Linked DNA regions of Mus musculus: all the other regions are linked to region 2. A link is a contact called in public HiCAR-type and promoter capture Hi-C data. All regions are on one chromosome and are shown on one strand. The core of a region is the stretch at or near the end of the contact, and the rest is flanking DNA. Distances in the headings are between cores, read along the strand shown.

Region 1 (3,416 bases), core at 134-2,633, 2.3 Mb after region 2:
GTTTGCCATGTCCCTTTGAATCTTGGTCATGGTAACAAGACATTATCTTCCTTCCTTTCTTCTTTCTTGGGATCCATCCTCCACACTGCTACATGCATTAAGTTCATTACAGAATCAATGCACCCTCCAGCTGCTCCCTGCAGAGCAAGGGCTCCCCCACTGTCTGCATGAACATCTCCTAAGCCCTTAGAATCTCTCTGACGCCTCCAGTGACCTCCTAGCCAGAGCTCCTGGCTCATTCTCAAAACACCTACTCTATAATTCATTTTCCAGAGCAGAGATCATAGCATCTCCGTTGAATATTACCTCATGGCTCACGCCTTTAATCTCAGCACTTGGGAGGCAGATCTCTGTGAGTTCGAGGCCAACCAAGGCTACACAGAGAAACCCTGCCTCGAACAAAATTAATAGTAAATTAATAAATAAATTAATTAATTCCCACTTGCTTGGAATGAAATCCAATATCTCTCACAATTCTGCAAATCCTCCATGAAGCAGCTCTTGCCACCTCTGCAGCATTGTCCCAATCAGCCTCCCTAGGCCCAGCTCTAGCTCAACCTTCCTTACAGGCTTCCACCACCTTCTTGGCACACACTTTACCTGCTGCTCCCTCTGCTACAATGAGCTTCCCTTGCTCTTCACAAGGCTGTCTCCTTCTCACTGTGTATGTGTATTGGGGATCTTCTTTGAGAAGCTTGTTCACACCACAAACACACACACACATACAAACACTGTTCATATTTAATACAGTTTCCTTTTTTAATTATGATGTGTCAAATTTGCTACAAGGGGATTAGAACTCTAGATATTTATTATTATTTATCCTAGTATAATGTAATCTCCATAAGGACATGTCCATATGGCTCAAGAACAAGAATCTAGCCCATGTCTGTGCATTCAAAGTACTCAATAAGTATGTGTTGGGTCAAAGATCTCAAAACACCTAGTACCCCCTTCACTCTCTGAGACCCAGATCAAGAATCTAGTGTAAGATTATCTTTGACTTCAACACTGCTGGGCACAACAGGCACTGCCCACATGACAAACACACACACACACACACACATCCTTCAAGGATTCCACAGCCCGGGGAAGTGCCAGAGGAAATACCTACCCAGGATTTTCCCTCCTAGGGTACCTCTGTCCTCTGATGCTTGCCTCCACACAAAACAACAAAAGTCCTCCCTGGAGAAAGCCCAGTTATTTATCGAGCAGCACCTGCCACACAGAGTTAGTCCAGCCCCAGACTTTTCTTTTATGGCCAACCACATTTCAACCACAGCTGATGCTCCACCCAACCCTTTAGAACTCCTGAGAAACGCAGGGCAATAAATCGTCATCCTCCCAACGCAGAACGCAGCCTGGCTCCTGGCCACCACACCGCCGCCGCGCCGCCTGCCCACATATTTCAGAAGAAAGACTTTACAGAAACCGCAGATGATGCTGAACTTCAATTAGGCCCTGCTGGCAAATTAGTCACTCAGGGTGACATTTTCCAATCATGGAGCATTAACATCCACTCTAATTATGAAATTGTGGTGCTCACATGTGTAGGAGCAAACGAGACCTATGTGCCCAGCGGCTTGGGTGTGTTAAAACACACCTGTACACGTGGCCACATGCACACACATACCACTCGCACACATCTAGGATTGCAGGATTTTTCACTTCCTTAACATTTCTTAAAAGTGGACTTGGCACTTTGTTTAAGAGAGACGAAGCCACAGGACATAAACCTTTCCGTACCAGGGATACCCCTGAGCATCTAGTGGTCAAAAAGAGTTTCAGAAAACAATGGCTGCTGTGCTGATATTAAACTCCTCAGCCACTTTGCTCAGTAGAAGCCACCACCGTAGTCTATCATCAGAGTGCTCTGACCCGGTATCCATCAATGAGACTATGACATCCACCAACTCCCAGACAAGATTAGCCTTGTCTTCCATCAAGCATGTAAAATAAAATACAGTTCCCCTGTTGGGTTTCCCTCTCTGTCTTCCTTTCTTCTGGTATCACCTCAGCACACAGTCTTAGTCGGGTCCCAGGTAATTTTAGAAGCTGAAGACAACCCAGGAGCCCTGCATGCTAAGAATGGATGGAGCTATGAGCAGCGGCTCTCATCTCTATCCGCCCTCCGTGGCTCCGGGATCACGGTTCTGGTTGTTACCTCGAGTATGGACTTCTAGTCCAACACCTTTTCTAAATGACTTGTTCCCTTTCGAACTGAACCAAGACAAAGGATACCAGCCTGGCCCCTTATCTATGGTGTGCTGCCAATCACAAAAGTGCCACTGCAATCTCCCTCCCACTCCTTCCCTCTTTCCTCATCCCCCTCTCTTCTCTCTTGTCTTTCTCCTCTCTCCCCCTTTCTCCCCTTCCCCTTCCTCTCTCTCTCTCCCCTCTTTCCCTCCCCCTGACTCTCCTTGTCATCTCAGACTGATCTGCCCATAAAATATTTAGACACTCGTGCACCTGAGTCATATCTCTCACGAGATAAATGAGGAGGAACTGAAGATATAGACATTCCCAGCTAGGACCTCAGGAGAGACAGAGGAGCCACAGGAAGGGAGCCCCACCCTGGGTTTGTAAACCTCTGCCAAGATCTGACCAATCAAATCTGGCAAGTTCAACACAATTCACTGTAGAGCTCAAGGAGGGCTGTGAGAGACAGGAGCTGCCAAGATTAAGGAGGGCTGAGAGAGGCAAGAAAGCCATCTTCTGATGGCCAAGGTCATAAGTCTACTCAGCCACTCGCACTGGGGCAGTCTTCTAACAACCAAATGGCTTCTCCGTCCATTGTCTCTTGTTACCCTCTTAGTTCACCTCTGGAAGCTAAGTATGCCAGTAATGTGGCATGACGCCCACTCTCTTATGTGATTGTCACAACAATCCACCATAACATGGAAATTAATCTTCCAATTTACACACAAGAAAGCTGAAGGTCACAGAAGCCCAATGAATGGTTAGCCCAAAGTCACTTGGAAATAGCCTCTGACTACAATCCTGTTATCTCAAGTCCCTGTAGTGTTTTACTTGATGCTATATTTAGCCAAACAGCAAAGAAATACACCAGCTATCCCTAAAAAGCCACTAATCACCTTAGAAGGGTACCGCCCATGGTACCACTCTAATCTCAACTTTGATCACCTCCATTATGAATTCTTTTCCTTCAATAACTCTACAAGTTCTATGGAAGCTTCCAGAATTTCTTGGAAAGTTCTGCTCAGTTCCTGATCCTGGGAAGAGGTCAAAGGCCAGGGACAGAAACTCTCAGCTCCCTGCCTGAATGCTTGCTCTGTATTGTTAAACCTTCTGAGCCTAGTTCTACATTTGCTAAAGCAAACTTCAGAATATGGAGGTCCATTTGTTCTTCACAGACAGCCTAAAGGCTGCTAGTTTCTATGTGTGGACTTGGATGC
Region 2 (3,332 bases), core at 356-2,855:
GTTAAAGTCTCTCATGTGGCTCTATCATGTAGCCAGGCTTGAGAACTGAACTAAGTCAAAGTGAGGCTTCCCAGCCTTGGAGTTTCAATGACAGATGATCCTGGGTTCCATTCCCTATGGATTTCAGTTTAATCAGGCTGAGGTGACACTTTAAAGATGACCTACTGATGTCACTGACTCCGTCCCTCTAAGTACTTCCCCTTCCTCAACAGCTCTCAGCTTCAGCTACAGAAATCACCCGGGGAAACTCTGAGAATGCCAACGTTCAAGCACTCCAGTCAAAACTGGCCATACCTGGATGGGAGAGATGCTTTTGTGGTTGAGAGCACTGGCTGCTCTGGCAGAGAACCCAGGTTCAACTTGGAGCACTCAGGGAATGGCTTACAACCTCTGAAACTCCAGCTCTAGATCGGATGCCTTTGTCTGGCCTCTGAGCGCACCTGAAAGACATATGCTGCGCACATACAATGCTCACGTCAGCATTTAAGTGTTGAAAGGAAGCACGTGCCTTTTACCCTTCAGCTGAAGTCTTGTGGCATCAGTTACTGAGCCTCTTGGTGTTCACTCCGATTCAACAGCAATAGCAAGAAAGACTGCATGGTGACCATCAACTATGTACATAGGCCAGTGCCTTTGTGTTCTGTGTTTGTACACCTAGCAAGACCAGTTTTTCATAGATGCGATGAATTAACAGCCCTATTTCTTCCTATTATGTAAGACTAGTGCTACTGCTCAGAACTGTGCCCCTTCATACGTGTGATTGCATCAGCAGTGACACCACATGATGGGAGGCAATTTAGGGGATAAACATAAACACTCCGAAGTTTTCCTCAAGATTCACAACTAACTTGCCAGTGGCTTCCCCAACTTGTGACCCAGAGATCTCATCAGAATCCTGGCGCCTGCATGCTCTAAATGATGGTTACTGAGCACAATTTTTATTTGTGGTCCTGAACTTTGAATTTTCAATAAGCTCTAGTGCATTCTGAAATTGGGAATGTCTGTCTTTCAAAGGAGACTAGAAACAAGAACTATGGCAAAAAGAATGCCTTTTATCAGTTAAATTCAATATTTAATGAGCACCTTAAGCTGGCAAAATGCCAGCACAAGACATGTGTTCAGTGTCTCTACAAAAATCACGACATAAAGCAATACATTTACTGTATTAGTCTATTCTACAACAACTATTAGTAAGACAGGCCTATCTTCCCCTGTGATGAGAGTGGAGTACTAAGCCAATGCTCTAAACAGGCAGTTTAAGCCAAGGCTCAATCTCAAAACTTTTAGGTTCGCTGTTGTCCTAGAATTCGGTTTAGATGTTACAGGAATTTCTACATTCTCTCAGTTGCAGGTGAGTTGTTACAGATGCTAGAATACTCTAATGAGAAGTCAGTTACAGGGAGCACACAAGCTATTTCGTTGAATCCCATTCCAACCTTTATGGTACTGAACACGAACAGCATTGGGACTTCATTTCCCAGAAGGCAGTGCGACACCGACTCACGCGAGCCTTCGGGGGAAACTTGCCTGTTTTTTTCACGCCTGCCGTAAAGGCGCGCGGTCTGCTGGGACATGTAGTTTGGTTAGCCCTAGGACGCCCCCTCAAATGAATGGGACCGGGTATGACTGAGAACTACAGCTCCTGGTCTGGCCGCGTCGGTGGCAGCTGCGGAGGAAGAGTTGATCAAGACGGCCCTCAGGGAGGGAACCGCTGGCGGTGGTGATGTTGCGCGCGGATTTTCTAGGGTAGCGAACTGAAAGGGCGCTTTTTCTGCGCGCTGGCTCCCCGTGCCCCGCACCGGCCATGCGCCCGGCCTTCGCGGTGGGCCTGGTGTTCGCAGGCTGCTGCAGTAATGTGATCTTCCTAGAGCTGCTGGCCCGGTGAGTGACCCTCTCGGGCCGCGCCCGGGTTCTCGAAGCTGGTCCGGGGTTGCTAGCCCTGGCCGCCTCCCTAGTGCGCTGCACGGGATACCCACGCAGTCAGCTACTCTGCAGCCCTGGCACTCCTCCATTCGTTAGCATCCAGGTGACAGGAACATCCAGAGTGCTGCTGTCGGCATCTCCAAGCCACACTTTGGGGAGTTTGAAGCCTGGAGACTTTCTCACGTGACCGATCCTAGGTCTCTAGGAGCACCCTCTCCAACTACTACTCATCCAACTCTAGCACCTTTCGCTGACCAGTGAATGAATGACACGTGTCTGTCTGGAGCAAAACTTTTCTCACAGAAAGTTTTGTGTGTGTGTGTGTGTGTGTGTGTGTGTGTGTGTGTGTGTTGACATGTTTTGCGAAACATTTGTTTTTGTTGGTCGTAGAGATAGATGGTTGTGAGCACTTGGCTTAGACTCATATGTGAGTGATGTGGTGCAGATAACAACTGAGCTGTCACCATGGTCCCTGGGCATTTCGCACATCACAGTCTTTCGTTGAGAAGCGTGCTCTTTGAAGTGTAGATTGGGAACAGGATTGGCTTTGTGGTGTGGTGTCTTGCAAATAACGTTGGGTAACTATGTGCAAAGTTCAGTAGGCAGAAGTTAGAAAAGAGACAGGAGATGAACTGGAAAACGATTAGGACTAAACAGCTCCAGTTAGTTATTTAAGGTTTGGAGCTTCGGTCTCCTTTTTCAGACAGTTCAATACTCAGTTCAGAGTCACTAGCTACAGGTTTCTATCTATATACTGCTTAGGGCAACCCTGTGACCAAGAGTTACATTGTTTTGTTGAAAGTGAAACAGATGCAAAGTTGGGCATCTTTTCACTATTTGGAAGTGGCAGAGCAAAAATGGGCTGGACTGTATCTGTCTAAGCTCCTAGCCCAGTAACATTTCCAGATGCCTTCCATTTTTGAACTTGAGTTTTGAACATGGTGTGATGTCTGTTGGAAATTTATCCTGTTTGATACTGTTGGTTTGAATCCTTCAGAAGTAAGCAGTTTATTTATGATCAAGTCTGTATGTGTTATAGTTTGCTTTTAGAGAGCTTACCGTTTTATTATGCAGAGTGTTGATGAAGATCGATTGTCTTGGGAGTGGACAGGAAGATGAAAATGAAAAAGAAGTTTCTGGATACACTTCAAAGGCAGAAAACTTTGGAATTCAATCTATTTAATATATTTTTAAATAAGAAAGTGATATATATTCAGGCTAGCTATAGAAACAAAGTCAGATAATTGCATTGAATATGCCACTAAATTATGTGAAACCTGTGTGTTCTAGCTTGTGAGCTCTTGGCTAAAACACTTTTCTCAACCATCAGAGGGGTGGGTGATAACAGCTTCATCCCCATGGATTTTGAAGGTGAATGAGAAATGCCTACCTCACGTTGGTGACTTCCC
Region 3 (3,514 bases), core at 483-2,982, 2.6 Mb after region 2:
GTATTTTTTTAAAAGTATTTTACATATTTTTAAAAAATACGACATATTTCAGTCATATTTTTTTCTCCTCCCTCGACTCCTCCCAGATCCTCTCCTGTGTTTTAAATATGGAGGGCAACTGTGAGGCTTCCTCTTCTAACAGGAAGTGGGGTTCAAAGGAAGACATTTATCTTCAAGGGCCTCCAAGGCTGCTAATCTCTTTCTACACACTTCAGCGCCATGACATCTGTCTCTGAGAATCACTGTCCAACCCTGGGCTCCCAAAGCAGTTTCACTCTCGGTTTTTGGATATCATTTTTGTTCTTCTAAAGGTTTGCTGTTTAATCTCCATGTGTATCTGGTCTTGTACTGCTCTGCTTGTCTCTTTTTCTTGGAGCTTTTAATTCCCCACTGAGTCTATCTGGATGTCTGTCTGTCTGTCTATCTGCCCGATTTATCTCCATGGTTTCTCCTTACGTGCACTGTTATTCTAATTTTTCTTGGAGCTTTTAATTCCCCACTGCACTGTTATTCTAATTTTTTTATAATTTGTTACGTGCACTGTTATTCTAATTTTTTTAAAGTATCTTTTTAATTAAAGATTTGGGTGGGCCCCAGGGCCACCCTCTATTCTAAACCTGCCTTTGTGTAGAGACTCAAGTCAGTGCAGCCAACCTCCCAATGAAAACACAAATACAATATATCGTGCCTAGTAGATTGAGGCAGGAGGATTGTTGCAATTTCAAGGTCCAACGTGGGCTACATAGAGTTCCAAACTCTCCCCTGTGTTATATAGTGAGACTCTGAGAGGTTGGGGGCTGTAGCTCATTGGGTAGGATGCTTACCCAGTGTGACATGAAGCCCTGGAAGCCATCTCCAGCAGAGCATAAGCAAGCATGTTAGACTATGCCTGTACTGTCAACACTCAGGAGTTCACAGTCATTCTCAGCTACACAAGAAGTTCAAGGCCAGTTTAGGATACATGAGACCCTCACTCTGGAAAAACAAAACACAAAAACCCTTACAAGTCCTCAGCCAGAGTCTTGGAGAGCAGTGTACATTTCTTCAGTGTCCGTGGAATGACGAAGGAAAGGTTGTACCATGGATCCATCATACATAAAATTTACTCCCATCTGAATGGGCTCTTGCTCTCTCTCTCTCCCTCTCTCTATTCTCCCTCTCCCTCCCCCCACACCCCATCTCTCTCTCCTTCTCTCCCTGAAATTCTTCTGAATTTTGCTGTTGTTTTGAAACAGATGAAGGACAGTCCTCTGGTACACTTACCATACTGCAAAGAAGTTGAACTTAGGGCCTCCTGCCTTCTTGGCCAGTAACCTATTGATAGAGCTTTATCCTCAACGCTTGCAGGCCCTGTTCTCATGTGTACTGCATACAGGATAGGTTTGCCACTCATCAAGGTCTCTGGGCCTGTGAAATTGGGACATTGAGGGGCAGGGTCGATTTATTGGGTACTGACTTATAAGGCTGTCAAGTCCTTCAGACCCTCCCAGGAGGATGGCTCTTCCCCTAACAAGGACAGCTCGCTCTCTCTCTCTCTCTCCCCTCAAGTCGTAAAGATCACCCCTTAGTCTACTGGGTCCCCTCCACCCAATGTGCGCCTCTCCAGCCCAGCCTGGCAGTGGAAGGGGAGTGAAGCCGGAGAAGAATCTGTGGAAATTCGAGGCTTTCATCTCTTAAACAAATAGCGCATTCCTCTGGGTTGCCGCTGCTGCTGGAATTAAACAATGATGTGTTCAGGGAGGCTCCAAGGCGTTACCTTAGCAACGCCCAGGCTGTTTTCATGCAAGATCCAGTTAAAGAGGAAGGAGAACAAAAAATAATCAAGGGACAGCCCTGGCTGGGGTCCAGGGACGAGGGTCTTTGGCTGAGTATTCGTGTTTTGTGTTCTGCTGGGTTTGTGGCCCTTCTTCTGCTAAGCTTCCTCTAGCTCTCCTGGTGTGTGCACGCCTGCGAGGCTGGCTCCCTGGAATACTAACACAGGCTCAGAAAGGAGACGGACAGACGTTACAGGTGGTCCGGCCTAAGCAGAGGTGACTTAGAAAGTCTAAAGGTCACAAGCCGAAGAGGACAAAAGAAGGTGCCTGCAGTCTTCTCCAAAGAGACTGATGGGCCTGTGACGGAGACCCAGACACACAGGCCCCTGCTGCCCACAGCATGGCCCATGGCACAAAAGGATCAGTGGCTCTCGGGAGCACCAGAGCCGTGCTGTATGCCCCAGCACCCTGGGTGGTTCATTTTTGCTTGTAATTCAGAGGCTTGGATAACTGATGGTGTCGTTCACACCTGTAGTCAAAGTGCTTGGGAGACTGAGGGTCCCGGCTTGTTACAAATCCAAGTCAGCATGGGCTACAGAATGGGACCTTGAAAAACAAAACGTGGTGGTAGTGTTGGGTTTTCTACGTCTTTCCTTGGTCATGGTGTCTGTTCTCAGCCGTAAACCCCTAACTAAGACGTGTAGTGAGATCTAGGTCCCCCAGAGCTACACAGTGAGACCTTATCTACAACAAAACTACAACACATAAAAATAATTTTCTTTTCTTTCTTTCTTTCTTTCTTTCTTTCTTTCTTTCTTTCTTTCTTTCCTTCCTTGTTTCTTTCTTTCTTTCTTTCCTTTCTTTCTTTCCTTTCTTTCTTTCTTTCCTTTCTTTCTTTCCTTTCTTCCTTTCTTTCTTTCTTCCTTCCTTTCTTTCTTTCTTTCTTTCTTTCCTTTCTTTCTTTCCTTTCTTTCTTCCTTTCCTTTCCTTTCTTTCTTTCTTTCTTTCTTTCTTTCTTTCTTTCTTTCTTTTCTTTCTCTCCTATAGAACCCTCTCAGGTTCAGCCCTAGTACTTGTTAGGGAAACAGCCTCAAACTCAGAAACCTGCCTGCCAAAAAAAAAAAAAGAAGAAGAAAGAAAGAAAAAAAGAAAAACAAAACGCTAGGAGTCAGTGCCTGTTCTCTCTCCCCTTCCACCACAGGATCCCGGGACAGAGCTGAGCTCAGGTTGTGGGCTTGGCAGCCAGTGCCTTTAACCTTGACCCTTCTCTTTGGCATGAAGTTTGTTTCTTTTTCTTTATGTGTTTGGTGGGGGGAGTGGGATTTTTGTTCTTTGTTTGTTTGGTTGGTTGGTTAGGGTTGTTGTTTTTTTGGTTTTTATTTTTTGTTTTCTGAGACAGGGTTTCTCTTTGTAGCCCTGGCTGTCCTGGAACTCACTTTGTAGACCTCAAACTTACAGAAATCCACCCACTTCCCCAGTACTGGGATTAATGGAGCTACCATATAGTTTCTAAGAATTGAACCTGGGTCCTCTGCAAGAGCAGTAAGTGCTCTTAAGCTTTGAGCTATCTCTCCAACCTCCTTTCAAATGTTATTTTTTATTTTGTATGTCTGAGTGTTTTACCCACGTGTATGTATAGTGATATGAGTGCATGTCCACCACTTGTGTACCCAAGGGAACTGGAAGAGGGTATCTGTTGAGGTTTGGTCTTTTGCTGTCTATTGTAATGCAGAATGTGGGTCCCCAATATGAAAGAGTCT
Region 4 (3,241 bases), core at 202-2,701, 2.3 Mb after region 2:
CTCTTCCCTGTGCCATTGTGCCCAGGACCTTGGCTGGAAGACTTGATGGTGGAGGCAGACTGGCTCATCTGAAGCTTGCCTGGGATTTGAGGACCTGGCTCCCAAAGTGGTTCGTTCACACACATAACCAAAGGCAAGTTGGAGTGTGTTCACATGGTTCTCTTCACAGGGATTTGAGTGGTGTCCTGCCAAACCACCATAGATCACATGATTTATAGAAACTTACTTTCCTGAAATTCTGGAAACTTGAGACCAAAGCATGTGCAGAAGTGTTGCTTGTGGGGGCGCTCTTCTAATCTTGAAAATGGCTGTCTCATTCCTTATCTGTTCCTTTAAATGGACTTTCCCCTCCTTGTGTATCTGTATCCAATCTTCCTCTTCTTATGAGAACACCAGTTATACTAGGTTTGGGGCAACCCCAAGATCCTTTTAAGTTTAACCCCAAGGCCCTTTAGTTTAAGGTCTCTTTAATAATCTCATCTCCAAATCGTTACATTGGAGATCCTGAGGGTTAGGACATCCTGTGAACTGGTTGAGATGCAATTTAACATAATAACAAGTATCCTCAGGATTCAGTGGCTAGTTTTCTCCAGAATCAGTAATCTGAGAAACCAAGATGGATGCTATGATGTCTTCTGGGGCTGAGATCAGAAGCTACACACATTAACTCTATCTACCCTGTTGGTTACTCAGAGCAGCCCTGTTTGTAGCATGGGAGGATGGCATAGACATCCAGGAATTCTGGTGAGCAGTAATCTATGGATGCTGGCTTGTTTCAGCAATCACATGTAAGAAAATGCAAGCCTTCCGCCACACTTAACCACACCACAGAACAGCCATCTCTGAGGAACAGAGCTCAGAGAAAACCATTGTACCCCCAAGGGCCCCAGACACAACAGCTAGGTGGAAGCTTGTCTCTAATGTTTTGCCTTTTACTCGGACCATCCAATTCCTTTCTCAGGAAGCTGCTAAGCTTCCATCTGTGAAGCGACTTTAAAGTCTAGGCCCTTGACTGCTCATCTGCCATGTTGTAGGTGGGCAACTCTGTAGTATAACCTAAAAATTGGGGCAGTATAACCAAGAGCAGTGAACACTGATGGACACGACATTCACTCTTTGCCAGGAGCTGGTAACGTGTGGTGCATGGCATAGAAAAGTGCACAAGCGAAAAACCCAGTGTTAACAGTGACTATGAATTCACAGATCACATTGGACTCTAGTCACAGCAGAGGAAAAAGGGGTTCCAGCACTTTGGTGTGAGTAGATGTTGTTCCTTGTCCGTCCCTGGACTGATCACTCTATAGGAAACAAAATTGTGCTCATCGTAGCATCGGATGCTATTGTTCTTAGAGTCAAGATGAAGGTCTGACTCTGGATGATCTATAGTTCATTTACTGACTTTCCCAGACACAGAATAAGCCTAAGGTCATAGGTCAGTGCAAGAGCTTTGAGGGCTCCTGCCCTACTTCGTGTTGATGGATCTGTAATGGATCTGGTTCTGGAGCCTGTCCTGGAGCACTCCATGGGAGTACCAACCTTCTCCTCCTTTTTCCTTCCTCCTCTGCCCTCTCTTGTCCCTCCTCCCTCTGAGTTTTTCAGTGAGTTCCCCCTAGTCTATTTCCCTTACCTTCCTCCTAAACTAGCACTCACTGGCCCAAGTCTGAGGACCCAGAGAGAAAAAGGTTCATCCCTAGTCAGGCCTTCCTTTCATCAGAAATGTTGGGACTGGTTTAAAGTTCCAGAGCTCCTCCCAAGTAGAGAAAGGGGATGCCTGCAGCCCCAGCTGGCCACATCCCCCATTCACCTCATCCATCATCCCGACAGGTGGGCCCTTGAGAGAAGCCACAAGCCGGACAAGGGTAATTAGGATCCATTAAGGAGATGAGGCTGAGCTGCAGGAGGGGGACTATTCATTCAACAGTGCTTTCTTCTAAGTGGGGCCATCAGGCACATGGGACTGGCTCTCTGAGTTCCTGGGGAGGCTAAGGCAGTTGAGCGATGAGCACTTTGAGGACAGAGAGGCCTGCAGCCCATAAGCCTGCTTTCAGGCGCAGAAGGCAGGGGGGCTCTGGAAAGGAGCAGGACCTCCCAGCAGGATCCCACACAGGCACTTGCTTCTGACTGGAGGCCAGAGCTTCTGACTGGAAGCTCTGTAATCAGCTGCTTTCAGTAGCTTCCCCACAGGGTCATGCCCAGGGTCAACTTTGCCATCTCAATGAAGGCACCATACTGGTGCCTGCACACTTCTTCTGGTGCTGTCTCCAAAAGACCTTTGTCAGAAAGCATCCTTCAAGAGGAGTTACAAATCAACCTCTTAGCAGCTCATCAAGCCTTCCCTTCTGATTAACCTGCCACACAGGCTGGCCTCCCCTAGAGAATGGGAGAAAATCACAGGACTTTAATCAGATCAGAAAAACTAGAGATGAGGTAGACAGTGAGGTAATGGGAGGTGGGCAAAGGGATGAGGTCCTAAAAGCACTGGCTGCAGGAAACCAAAATCAGTGTCTCCCTTTCTCTTAAACCCAGACTGACTCAGCTGAAGGAAGGCAGGGAAAGGCTATTCCAAGTTATTGGGCCAATTCTGGAGTAATCTAGAACCTTTATATGACACACAGAGAGACATATACAGACACACACACACACACACACACACACACACACACACCAACTGTGTTCAAGGCCATGAGTCAGGGTTTCAGTCCCCAGAAATACTCAGAAGCTTTGCAATGGACTCCCCGTCTTACCAGTCAGTCTGTCTATCTGATACACTGAAAAAAGACAAGTGGGCCATAATCCAGATACAAGCAGGTGGACACTCATGATGGCAACAGTGACTCTTGAATTTAGGAGCTATACTCTGCCATGTACAACTGCTCCATACTCTCAGTGTTAGCAGTGCCTGCTATCCCACAGCTTACTAAAGCCGAGAAACAGTATGTCCCTAAGAGACCATGTCAAGGTCACCTAGCTTGTGAACAGCAGAGTCTGGATAAAACGAGCTCATTTTAACTGTTTTAGGCATCCACATGGTACACACACATATGTGAAAGCACTAATACATAAACATAAAGTTAAATAAGCTATTTTCATTAAAAAATTAAAATTACATGTGTGTGGTATGGTGTGTGTTTGTGTGTGTGTGCACATGTATGCACACAAGTGTTTGCTTGTACACTGTGAGAGAGTAACTTGGGGGAATCAGTTCTCCTCTCACACTATGTAGGTCCTCAGGATCAAACCG
Region 5 (3,238 bases), core at 540-3,039, 2.0 Mb after region 2:
CTACCAGGTGAGCTGACCTCAGAAGCCAGGAGCTGTTTCAGTGGATGGCCAATTCCTTGGAAGCCATAGGTCTTAAATTACAGCCACTCAGAGTTAGACACCATGCCCCCAGTATGTTTCTTCACCAGCAATCCATGATCCTTGGTGTGGCATATGGTGAACCATGAGCATGGAGACCAGAAGGAAGGTGATAGGGGGAGCTCCAAAGGGAGCCGACGTCACTCAATCACAACCCTAGCTTCCTTGGAGATAGGATGCTGACATGCATGCTTCTTGTTGGGTGTGGAAAGATCCTTCAAGGACCCTTGTTGAGAAGGCCTCCTAAGCATGTAAGATTGGATGATCTCCAAAAAGCCGAGGGAAGGAGAAATTGAGGGAGCGGCTTCTGCCAAGAGTTGCTCCATATAGAACCCACAAAACTGAATGCAGCTAGAACTCAGGTCTTTGTCTTGTGTTATCAAAAGGGGAGGGAGTCACCCCTAAAGCTCAAGTTCCTAGCAAGGTGCTAATTGTCCCTCACTGCCCCGAAATTATCTTAATTTGTCCTTATTTCCTGGAGTGGGTGGAAAGTTTCATGCCCAGGTTCTTAGAAACCTTTCCCCTAGGTACCAGATGGTTCTGTGGTGGCTTTAGTGTCCAAGCAAGTGACAGCCTACAATGCAGTGAACAACTCCACTGTCTCCAGGACTTCAGCAAGTAAATATGGTAAGATCTCATCAGGTGTAAGGGGTGGGAAGTAGAAGCATCCAAAGCAGGTGTGGTCAACAAATGCCCTTTCCTAGGGATAGAGGATCAGGTCAGCTGACCATTGGGGAAAACAGCCAGAATGGGCCAGGGGTACCTGGTCCTAATTGCTAGCTCTGGGGCATAAACCTGTACTTTATCTGCATGAAAGGAAATGTAGGGCTTGGAACAGCTGCATTGGTCAAGGGCTTGCCGTGCAAGCATGAGGGTGTAAGTTCTATCTCCAGAGCCCAGGTTAAAAATGTCAGGAATGGTGGTATATGCTTGTAATCTTAGCTCTGGAGAAGTGGAGATAGGATGGTACCGAAAGCTTACTGACTAGCCAGCTTAGCCTAATGGTGAGCTCCAGGCCAGTGAGAGAACCATCTCAAAAAGCAAGAGGGATACACCTATGAAATGACACCCAAGATGGATCTATACACACACACACACACACACACACACACACACACACACACACACACACAGGGAGGAGAGAGAGGGGGGAGGGAGGGAGGAAGAGAGAAAGAGCAAACCTAATCTTCACAAGGTCATAGAGTCTATAAGGCTTAACTTTTCTCATCATCTCAAATCAAGTTCGCAATAATCTAGTGAATTAAATAATTATTTTTCCTTCTGTCATTTATATTAGTAAGTTATAACTCAAGAAGCATAGAGGTTGAATGATTGGTAAAGATCATACTGTTGTTATATAGTGGTGGAAAGGCTGCGAGGGGAAAGGGTGCTAGCTATAATGTCAAAGCTCCAGAGATGCCCTGTCTGTCACCACGTATATGCTTGGGGTCAAATGATCACCCTAAGCAGTGACATTCTACTTGTAAAGTGGGAATTAGGGGATAAAAGACAAATATCACCAATCATTTTGGATGATAATGAGGTGAGCATATAGGTGACAATGGGTGTGATAGGACCTCATCCTTTGCCTGTCTGGTCCCATTTTGCCATAACTCAAACTAGAGGAAGGGATTCATAAAGTAAGAGAAAAGAATTGGTCCAGGCCAGAGTGGGCTGGAGATGAACAGCTGCCCTAGCCAAGGCTCATTAAGGAACACAGGCTACCTGCTTTTACATGTGCAGTTAATTGGCCACACGCGCGACAGGACTTGAGAGCACGCTCAAGGAAAAGTGTACAAGAAGCACGAGATTATCGTTCTACAAATTGAATAATTAAGGGTTGACTCAATGCCAAGTACAGGAGTCGGGGCAGCATGAGTGGGTAGAACTCGCTACAGTTAATTCCTGGAGGTGGTAGGAAAGACAGAAGCCTTGCAGGGAATGTGCCACATGGAGGCAAAGTGGCAGCGCCAGCCATTGGCGTGAAGGGTCAAATAATAGTGGCCTTGGCTTGCGAGAGGAGTGTGCTGTGAGCTGTTGGGTATAGGCCTGTAGAGACTCACTCTTCCTGAGCTCTGCGCTCTTTACTTTGGCAGAGAACATGATCCGGTACACAGGCAGCCCTGACAGCCTCCGTTCCCGGACACCCATGATCACCCCTGACCTGGAAAGCGGGGTCAAGCTTTGGCATCTGGTGAAGAACCATGAACATGGAGACCAGAAGGAGGGGGACCGGGGGAGCAAGATGGTGTCTGAGATCTATCTGACACGACTATTGGCCACAAAGGTATGTGACAGGAGAGAGGTTGCAGGGAACGTGTGGGCACAGGAAAGGCCTTCATCTGCTGTGTGAATACTGGAGCTGAAGGCTGAGGAGATGGCTCAGTTTGGTAAAGAGCTTCCGATGAAAGTGTGAGAACCCAAGTTGGATAGCCTCAAGTCCTCATTGAAAAGATCATGAGCAGTGAACAGTGCCTTGCTTGCGTTGGAGAGACAGAGAAGGGAGACTGCCTGGCGTTTGCTGGCCAGCCAGTTTAGCCAAATATCAAGCTCCGGGTTCTATAAAAATCCTGTCTCAAAAAACTGTGGAGAGAGATGGAGGAAGACACTGGAGGTTGCCCTCCGGTTTCTGCATGTGCACACACGTGCACATACACGTACATCCATACATTCCTACACACCAAACAGACACAGAACTGCTAGACAGGGGTTAAGTGTGCACCAGGCCCTTTTGTTGACCTCCCACACCAGGCACTGTCTGTCGTGATCCCAGGGGAGCCTCAGGAGTGAGCTGCAGGATCCCAGTCAACCTGTCAGTCCGGGGATATCCCAGCAGACCTGAGTTAGCACACAATCTCAAGTTCTCTTCCCACCTTCCTCAGCACCCTGTCTCAGCTACAGACACCCCCACGTCTCTCCCCACTCCCCACCTTTCCTTAGGGAAGAACCACTTTTTCTCAGGGGTGCCATCATTAAGGCTGGAACCTGGGGCTATGTCTGTAGCTTTGGCAATGCTATTTCTAATCCTGATACTGGGGCTAATCCATGCCTGTGGTCTAGCCTTTCCCTTCAAGTCTGGGTTCTCTTCTTTCTCTGTGGAGCCCAGATCGTCATTAGCCAGGGTGGTTAGTGGCCAAACAGAACCAGCAGATTGTATTTG
Region 6 (3,133 bases), core at 465-2,964, 2.5 Mb after region 2:
TTAAAAAGTGGGGGACTGGAAGGATGGCTCAGTGTGGTTAATGCATGCTGCTCTTGCAGAAGATAGAGTTTAGTTCCCAGCGCCCATGTTGTGTGATTCACAACTGCATATAAGTCCAGCTACGGAGGATCTGATGCCCTCTTCTGTCCTCTGAAGTCACACACACACACACACACACACAGAGTACATCCTTTACAAAGGAACAAAATGGGGCTGAAGAGATGGCTCGGTCTTACACGCGTTCACGACTGGCCAGGAAGAACACAGCAAACCGGAATCTTCTGCGGCAAAACTTTATTGCTTACATCTTCAGGAGCAAGAGTGCAAGAGAGCAAGAGCTCTATTGCTTACATCTTTAGGAGCCAGAGTGCAAGAGAGCAAGAGTGCAAGAGAGAGAATGGCGAAACCCCGTCCCTTTTAAGGAGAATTATCCTCCGCCTAGGACGTGTCACTCCCTGATTGGCTGCAGCCCATCGGCCGAGTTGTCGTCACGGGGAAGGCAGAGCACATGGGGTGGAGAACTACCCTTGGCACATGCGCAGATTATTTGTTTACCACTTAGAACACAGGATGTCAGCGCCATCTTGTAATGGCGAATGTGAGGGCGGCTCCCACAGCTCGGTAGTCAGGAACAATTACTACTCTTACAGAGGACCTAGGTTCAGATTCTAGCACTCATACATGGCTCACGGCTATTTTTCTTTTCTATTTGTTTTTTATTGTATTTATTTAGTGTATGAGTGTTCTGCTGCACATACACCTGCAGGCCAGAAGAGGACATCAGATACCACTGTAGATGGTTGTGAGCCACCATGCAATTGCTGGGAATTGAACACTGGACCTCTGGAAGAGCAACCACTGCTCTTAACAGCAGACCCATTTCACCAGCCCCTCACAACTAGTTTTAACTCCATCTCCAGGGGACCCAGTGCCCTTTGCTCTCTACAGATACCAGGCCCACACATGTCATATATGCATACATGCAGACAAAAAAAGCTCATATACATAAAAAAATTAATTTAATTTTTAAAAAAGTTGGAGGCTGGCAAGATAGTTAAGTGGGTAAATGTGCTTGCCACCAATCCTGATGACCTGAGTTTGGTCCCCAGGATCTACCCACATAGCAGGAGAACCAACCTCCCCCACATTATCCTCTGACCTCCACACAGTTGTTTGATCCCACTCCAGAGTCTAAACTGATTGGGTTAGGGTTCAGTCTAGGCTGGGGACCCCAAAGCCTTCACTGCACAGGCAAGAGGACCTCACTGTGAGAAGTTTTGAATACCCTTCAATTTCTTCCTTCCCAAAGACCCTTGAGTTTCTTGCTTGCAGAGTTTATTTCCCCAGCTTTAAATTTTTTATTACATTTATTTATGTGGGGGAGGAAAACAGGGTTGTGTGGAGGTCAAAGGACAACTGGCAAGAGTCGGCTCTCCACCATGTTGAGTCCCAGCGATTGAAGTCAGACCATGGGGCTTGGCGCCAAGTGCCTTTACCCACTGAACCACCCTGCTGGGCCCACTTTCCCAGGCACCACCTCAGTTCTGGGAAGAGCAGGCTGCCATCCAAGTACAGCATGACATCTACGTGCGGTTACAGCTCTGCAGCACACGGCTCTGCTTCGAAACAAAGGGAGAGGACGTTGGGAAGCAACCTTCCCTACCCCCAGCCAGGCACAGACTCAGCCAGGCAGAGGGGTTGGGGGCGGGGCTGCAGTGCAGCTGGGTGGTGGCGATCCCTACCGCCCCAGTCCTCATTTCCTGATCAGCTCAGAAAGCATTTCCATGTTGGCCCAAAGTTTCTGTTTCCTGTCCCCTCCCACACTATTTTTAGGCCCAGCAGGCATTTCCTGTGTTGGCCTGTCCCACCCACCTCGGGTCTGTCCTGGCTTCTCCTATCAGGATGCCTGCAGGGTGGGCCTGACACACGTGATTCCCCTCGTAGGGACCCTGGTGTCCCTGGAAACAGGTTGGTACCCAGCAGGTGGCCCGCAGCTGCCAACTCCCACTTGGTGCCACCCACCCAACGCAAGACTTGCTGTTTCAGAGTCGGCCCTTCCCTTAGGCCTGAGACTCTCCTATCTCTGTGTAGCCATCAAGATACACAGGTGCTGCAGGGACTCCCCAAGAATGGGCAGTGGCACTTCAGGCCTGAAGGTTGGCTTTTATCCTCTGATATCCTAGTCTTGTTGCCATAGTATGGGGAGAACCTGTCAACCTGTGGGTCGTGTCCCTTTTGACAACTATCCCTGAAAATATTTACCTTATTATTCATGACAGTTATGAAGTAGCAATGAAAAATAATTTAATCGTTTCGGGGGAGGGGATCATCACAACATGAAGAGCTGTATTAAAGGATGGCAGCATTAGGAAAGTTGAGAATCACTGAGAGTTCAGGGACTTCCCAGCCTAGACCTAGTCCTTTTACCCTGAGTTGCTCCCCATGCAGCTTCGAGTTTTTAAATACCTCCTGTGCCTAGAATAACAAGGCTCTGTTTACCCAGGCTGAGGTAGACAGGAGAGGACCTTAAAGCTCAGAAACAAGGAGGCTTGAGATTCATCCATCCATCCATCCATCCATCCATCCATCCCAGCCCATCTGACTGCGTGAAAGGATCCACACCACAGATCTCAGTTCTGGGTTCTTCATGACTGCCCTCCTAAAGAGTCTGTATAGACAGCTGACTTTCTTGCTTTCTCCCTCCTCAGGAAAGTATCACACCACAGATACGCTGCATCCATGCCCACTGCATAGATATAAATGTAAAAAGAATAAGATGTTTCCACATCTTCAAGAACTAATTGCAGGGACTGGAGAGAGAGATGACTCAGTGGTTAAGAGCATTGGCTGCTTTTCCGGAGGACTTGGGTTCAATTCCTAGCACCCACATGGCAATTCATAACAATCTGTAAGTCCAGTCCCAGGGGATACAATGCCCTTTTCTGGCCTTCATGGGTACTGCTTGCATGTCTGGCATGGACATGCATGCAGGCAAAACACTCATACACATTTAAAAAATTGTTTTTTTATGTTACACATTAAAAAAATAGTTTTAAAGAACCTTTTGCAGGAGGCAGGGGCAGAAGTAGGTAGATCTCTGTGAACTTGAGGTCAGATTGGTCTAGATAGCAAG
Region 7 (3,194 bases), core at 586-3,085, 2.2 Mb after region 2:
TTCCCTAGGACCCTCACCTGGGTAAACTCCGAGTCAATTCACCATCTCATGCCTGACTCATTTCACCTAGTGCAATGCTTCCAAGATCCATCCATGTTGTACCACATATCACTTTGCCGTACCAAATTTTCACTGATAGTCACATAGCCAATTAAGATCCCACTGTAAACCACACTTCTCCATTCATGCACCAGTGAGCGCCTAGATGATTCCAGGCTTCTAGCTATGGTGAATAATGAATGCTGCCGTAGACACAGGTGTAGGAGAAATTCCGTTCGAGTCTCTGCTTTCAGGTTTTCTGACTGTAAACTTAGGAATGGAAGCACTGGGCAGGTGCTATCTCCGCGTGTGTTTCTGAGGAGCTGCCAAAGTGTTTCCCAATGACGTCACACCATTTACACTGTCACCAGCCATGTGGGGCTCCAGTTTCCTCACGTCGGGACCAACACTTGCTAATTTCCTTTTATTTTTATTATTATAATTATGATGATGATGATTATGGTTATTCTTATAGATATGAATTTGATGATATAGGAGGAAGAGCTTGCAGGCTCCGCCTCTCTGTGATGATCTTGGAGGAGGAGCTTGCAGTCCCCGCCTTGGAGAAGGAGCTTGCAGTCCCCGCCAAGGAGCTTGCAGTCCCCCCCTCTCTGGAAATTTCATTCTAAGCTTGACTCCTCTCGACACAGAGGGCCCTTATTTGGATTGTCCTGACTTTTCAGCCCATTGAGTATAACCTATGTACTTTGAAGATTGACAGCTCCTGGAGGAGAGGAATTGTCTACCCATGGTTCTGAGTCCCATGGTCTCGTTCCCACTTAGCATGGGGAGAGGAGGGGAACCCTCAGGCAGCTAGCCCCACCTCATGAACCAAAGCAGACAATTGATCACTACCATCTACTTTGAACTGCACATTTCATTCCTCAGTCTAGCTGTCCCAGCCCTTCCTGTTGAAAGGACCTGGAAAACCGAATGACTTGAGGATAGCTTTTTGATACTTGGGAGTAAATAAATAAATAAATAGGATTGTTTGTTTACATTTAAGAACCCCAGAGCCCAGAGGTGATTAGAGGGGATACTGAAAGAATGAATTTAATCACAGAATCAAATCTCCAGAGAGGCGGGGCCTACAAGCTCCTCCTCATCCCCTCCTTTATGCTCCTCTGTGGACCTCAGCTGCAGAGTTGCTGCTGCCACACTCCCTGACATGTAACCACCATCAGCCTCTGCCCGCTGAAGGGCGTGGCTTCCCCTGGGGCGCCTGCGGAATTCAGGAATACTTGGTTACCTCATACAATCCAGCTAAAGTCACAAGCAAAGTTCTCAGCTGTTACCAAAACACCTAAAGCCCTAGCATTGCTAAGGGCACACGCTGCTGGGCCCTTAGGGGAGTTCAGGCTACTCCGAGAGAAAGCAATGGCGTGGGGGCAATGGCGGCTATGGTACCTGTGCGGTCATAGGAACAGCAGAAGGGCCCAGAAGCCCACTGACCAGAAATAGGCAGAGGCTAGAGAGTGGGTGCACACTCGGGGCTGCGGGGGAATGAAGCAGAGAGATCAACAGTAAATTCAACTGCGATAGGGCTGCCCCTACAATCGCCTCCTGGCTCCTTCTCTCCCCATCTCTCTCCCAGTCACTATCAAAGCAAAATTTATGAGGGGCTCCAGGCATTGGATATTCCTTGTATTTCAATCTAACTCTTTGCAATCTCAAGTGAACAGCTTGGCTGTCTCTGCCTGTCAGGGAATTTAAATTGCAGATGGGGTAGTGAACAGGCTGCCCTGCGCAGGAGCAGCCCCTCTGGTGAGCACCATCATCGCTTAGCAACGAGAAGTTTATGAGGCAGTGGAAAGTTCCACTCTGGAAAGTGCCCTTGACCCAGAGCATCTCCCAGGAAATGAGAGGAAGCTTCCCAGAGAAAGGCCCAGACAGATAGGAGGTCAGTTTGTGTCACAGCTGGGGTCAGGGAGCACAGCCGGGGGCGGAATCAGCTTCATTCTGCACAGCCATTGTGGAATGTGTCTTCTGTGACACGCAGTGTCTTCACCAGACTCCATGTCATCTTTGACATTCCATTGTTTCAGAGATTGTTTTCTAGCTAAACACGAAGTCTCTTCTCTGAGTCTCCTCCTACCTCACACGCCATCAACCAGTAAATATAGTAGTGAACAACACACACACACACACACACACACACAAACACACACAAATTGTCAACAAATACAAATAGCCAGTGCAAAAGAGAACCAGCCCACTGAATCTGCTCCTAGTTAGAGCTCAGTTCTCCATAGCATGTATATAATTATGAGGTCAGTCAAGCATCACCACACTTAACATTTTATTCTGGAAGTCACAATTGCCCCAAAGTACTCAAGCACATCGCCAAGGCATATCCTTCTGCTCAGATAATTGTCTTTGGGAATAAGAATGTGGGAAGCAGTAACCCTATGTGAATGGCTAGCAAATACTACAGATACTGATATTCCGTTGACTTTGGGTCATTGTATAACCCACATGCTCAACACAGGGAAAATCATCAGACACACCAAGCTCCAGCCTGAGTTTGGAAGACAATCAACGTATTTCTAGGTATTTGGTGTGGGTGAATTATATCTTCCCCTATAAAAAATATCTTGGAGTCCACCTGCATACTATAGAAGTGTTCTCATTTAGTAATAGGGTCTCTGTAGACAGAATTGATTTAGATAAAACTGTCTTTAGGATGAAGTAGGATGCCCAGTACGACTGATGCCCTTAGGAAAGGCAGAGCCACCATAAAATGGTGCAAAGATGCAAGAACACACACAATGATGGAGGCAGAGATGGGAAAACACGACAACAAGTAAAGGAAAGCAAGAATACAGAGGGTGGAAGAGGCGGCAATCTCTCTTGTAGGTCTTTGGAGGTACAATAGCCCTATGGACACTTTGGTCTTGACCTTCCAGTCTTCAGAAATGTGGGGCAATGCATTTCTAATGGTTTAAGTGGCCCCATTTGCATTCCTAGGAAATTAATCCAAAAGCTGGCATTCAGCTCAGCTGGTAAAGTAATCACCTAGTATGTATCTAAATATCACCTCTGGGGGGTAAATCTGAGAGCATCATAAACTGCAACATCAGCATTGGGGTAGGAGGATCAGGAGTTCAGGGTTAACTGCATAGCAAATTCCAAGCAGCCCGGCCTACAAGAGATCT

What was found. Promoter capture Hi-C pulls out the DNA fragments that hold promoters and counts their contacts. HiCAR-type assays count read pairs that join an accessible place to other places.
Region 1: a contact with region 2 is called in a promoter capture Hi-C map of hippocampal neurons, with 10 times the contacts expected there. The contact joins the enhancer-like site here to the promoter of Slc35b4 in region 2. A contact is called at or near these places in 8 of 39 promoter capture datasets (the 3T3-L1 cell line, 3T3-L1-derived adipocytes, the C10 cell line and 5 more), 2 of 115 datasets of contacts at active chromatin or transcription factors (astrocytes and embryonic forebrain) and 1 of 9 other capture datasets (liver).
Region 3: a HiCAR-type map of astrocytes shows a contact between it and region 2, with 6 times the contacts expected there. The contact joins the enhancer-like site here to the promoter of Slc35b4 in region 2. A contact is called at or near these places in 1 of 39 promoter capture datasets (the 3T3-L1 cell line), 5 of 115 datasets of contacts at active chromatin or transcription factors (astrocytes, embryonic limb bud, embryonic stem cells and 1 more) and 1 of 9 other capture datasets (liver).
Region 4: a promoter capture Hi-C map of second pharyngeal arch cranial neural crest shows a contact between it and region 2, with 8 times the contacts expected there. The contact joins the enhancer-like site here to the promoter of Slc35b4 in region 2. A contact is called at or near these places in 5 of 39 promoter capture datasets (cranial neural crest, embryonic stem cells, frontonasal cranial neural crest and 2 more), 1 of 484 Hi-C or Micro-C datasets (embryonic stem cells) and 1 of 9 other capture datasets (embryonic stem cells).
Region 5: a contact with region 2 is called in a promoter capture Hi-C map of hippocampal neurons, with 9 times the contacts expected there. The contact joins the enhancer-like site here to the promoter of Slc35b4 in region 2. A contact is called at or near these places in 4 of 39 promoter capture datasets (HPC-7-derived erythroid cells, embryonic stem cells, hippocampal neurons and 1 more), 2 of 115 datasets of contacts at active chromatin or transcription factors (astrocytes and large pre-B cells) and 1 of 9 other capture datasets (adipose tissue).
Region 6: a contact with region 2 is called in a promoter capture Hi-C map of embryonic stem cells, with 6 times the contacts expected there. The contact joins the enhancer-like site here to the promoter of Slc35b4 in region 2. A contact is called at or near these places in 8 of 39 promoter capture datasets (the 3T3-L1 cell line, 3T3-L1-derived adipocytes, cranial neural crest and 3 more) and 6 of 115 datasets of contacts at active chromatin or transcription factors (embryonic forebrain, embryonic midbrain, embryonic stem cells and 2 more).
Region 7: a contact with region 2 is called in a promoter capture Hi-C map of hippocampal neurons, with 12 times the contacts expected there. The contact joins the enhancer-like site here to the promoter of Slc35b4 in region 2. A contact is called at or near these places in 8 of 39 promoter capture datasets (the 3T3-L1 cell line, 3T3-L1-derived adipocytes, the C10 cell line and 5 more), 9 of 115 datasets of contacts at active chromatin or transcription factors (astrocytes, embryonic forebrain, embryonic hindbrain and 5 more) and 1 of 9 other capture datasets (embryonic stem cells).

What each region holds. Positions count from the first base shown.
Region 1 is chr6:31,828,723-31,832,138 of GRCm38.p6, reverse strand. No RefSeq gene overlaps it. Among named protein-coding and RNA genes, the nearest start is that of Gm13847, 160 kb to the right of the region's middle. Within about 2 kb of position 1,383, at least 7 of the 459 cell types and tissues checked have an H3K27ac peak or open chromatin away from gene starts, as enhancers often do. A contact at or near this core is called in hippocampal neurons, where this site is marked.
Region 2 is chr6:34,175,327-34,178,658 of GRCm38.p6, reverse strand. It overlaps Slc35b4 (solute carrier family 35, member B4), which reads left to right and starts at 1,605. Exons shown (of 10, transcript NM_021435.3): 1 at 1,605-1,881. The coding sequence starts at 1,805. Gm13855 (a long non-coding RNA gene) reads right to left here and starts at 1,611. Exons shown (of 3, transcript XR_868963.3): 1 at 1,437-1,611; 2 at 295-454.
Region 3 is chr6:31,595,184-31,598,697 of GRCm38.p6, reverse strand. No RefSeq gene overlaps it. Among named protein-coding and RNA genes, the nearest start is that of Gm31486, 8.2 kb to the left of the region's middle. Within about 2 kb of position 1,732, at least 123 of the 459 cell types and tissues checked have an H3K27ac peak or open chromatin away from gene starts, as enhancers often do. A contact at or near this core is called in astrocytes, where this site is marked.
Region 4 is chr6:31,885,806-31,889,046 of GRCm38.p6, reverse strand. No RefSeq gene overlaps it. Among named protein-coding and RNA genes, the nearest start is that of Gm31894, 130 kb to the left of the region's middle. Within about 2 kb of position 1,451, at least 18 of the 459 cell types and tissues checked have an H3K27ac peak or open chromatin away from gene starts, as enhancers often do. A contact at or near this core is called in second pharyngeal arch cranial neural crest, where this site is marked.
Region 5 is chr6:32,162,527-32,165,764 of GRCm38.p6, reverse strand. It overlaps Plxna4 (plexin A4), which reads left to right. Exons shown (of 32, transcript NM_175750.3): 26 at 1-7; 27 at 606-705; 28 at 2,175-2,365. Among named protein-coding and RNA genes, the nearest start is that of Gm13850, 52 kb to the right of the region's middle. Within about 2 kb of position 1,789, at least 2 of the 459 cell types and tissues checked have an H3K27ac peak or open chromatin away from gene starts, as enhancers often do. A contact at or near this core is called in hippocampal neurons, where this site is marked.
Region 6 is chr6:31,641,347-31,644,479 of GRCm38.p6, reverse strand. No RefSeq gene overlaps it. Among named protein-coding and RNA genes, the nearest start is that of Gm13846, 8.1 kb to the left of the region's middle. Within about 2 kb of position 1,714, at least 79 of the 459 cell types and tissues checked have an H3K27ac peak or open chromatin away from gene starts, as enhancers often do. A contact at or near this core is called in embryonic stem cells and liver, where this site is marked.
Region 7 is chr6:31,932,197-31,935,390 of GRCm38.p6, reverse strand. No RefSeq gene overlaps it. Among named protein-coding and RNA genes, the nearest start is that of Gm31894, 84 kb to the left of the region's middle. Within about 2 kb of position 1,835, at least 10 of the 459 cell types and tissues checked have an H3K27ac peak or open chromatin away from gene starts, as enhancers often do. A contact at or near this core is called in embryonic stem cells, hippocampal neurons and neural tube, where this site is marked.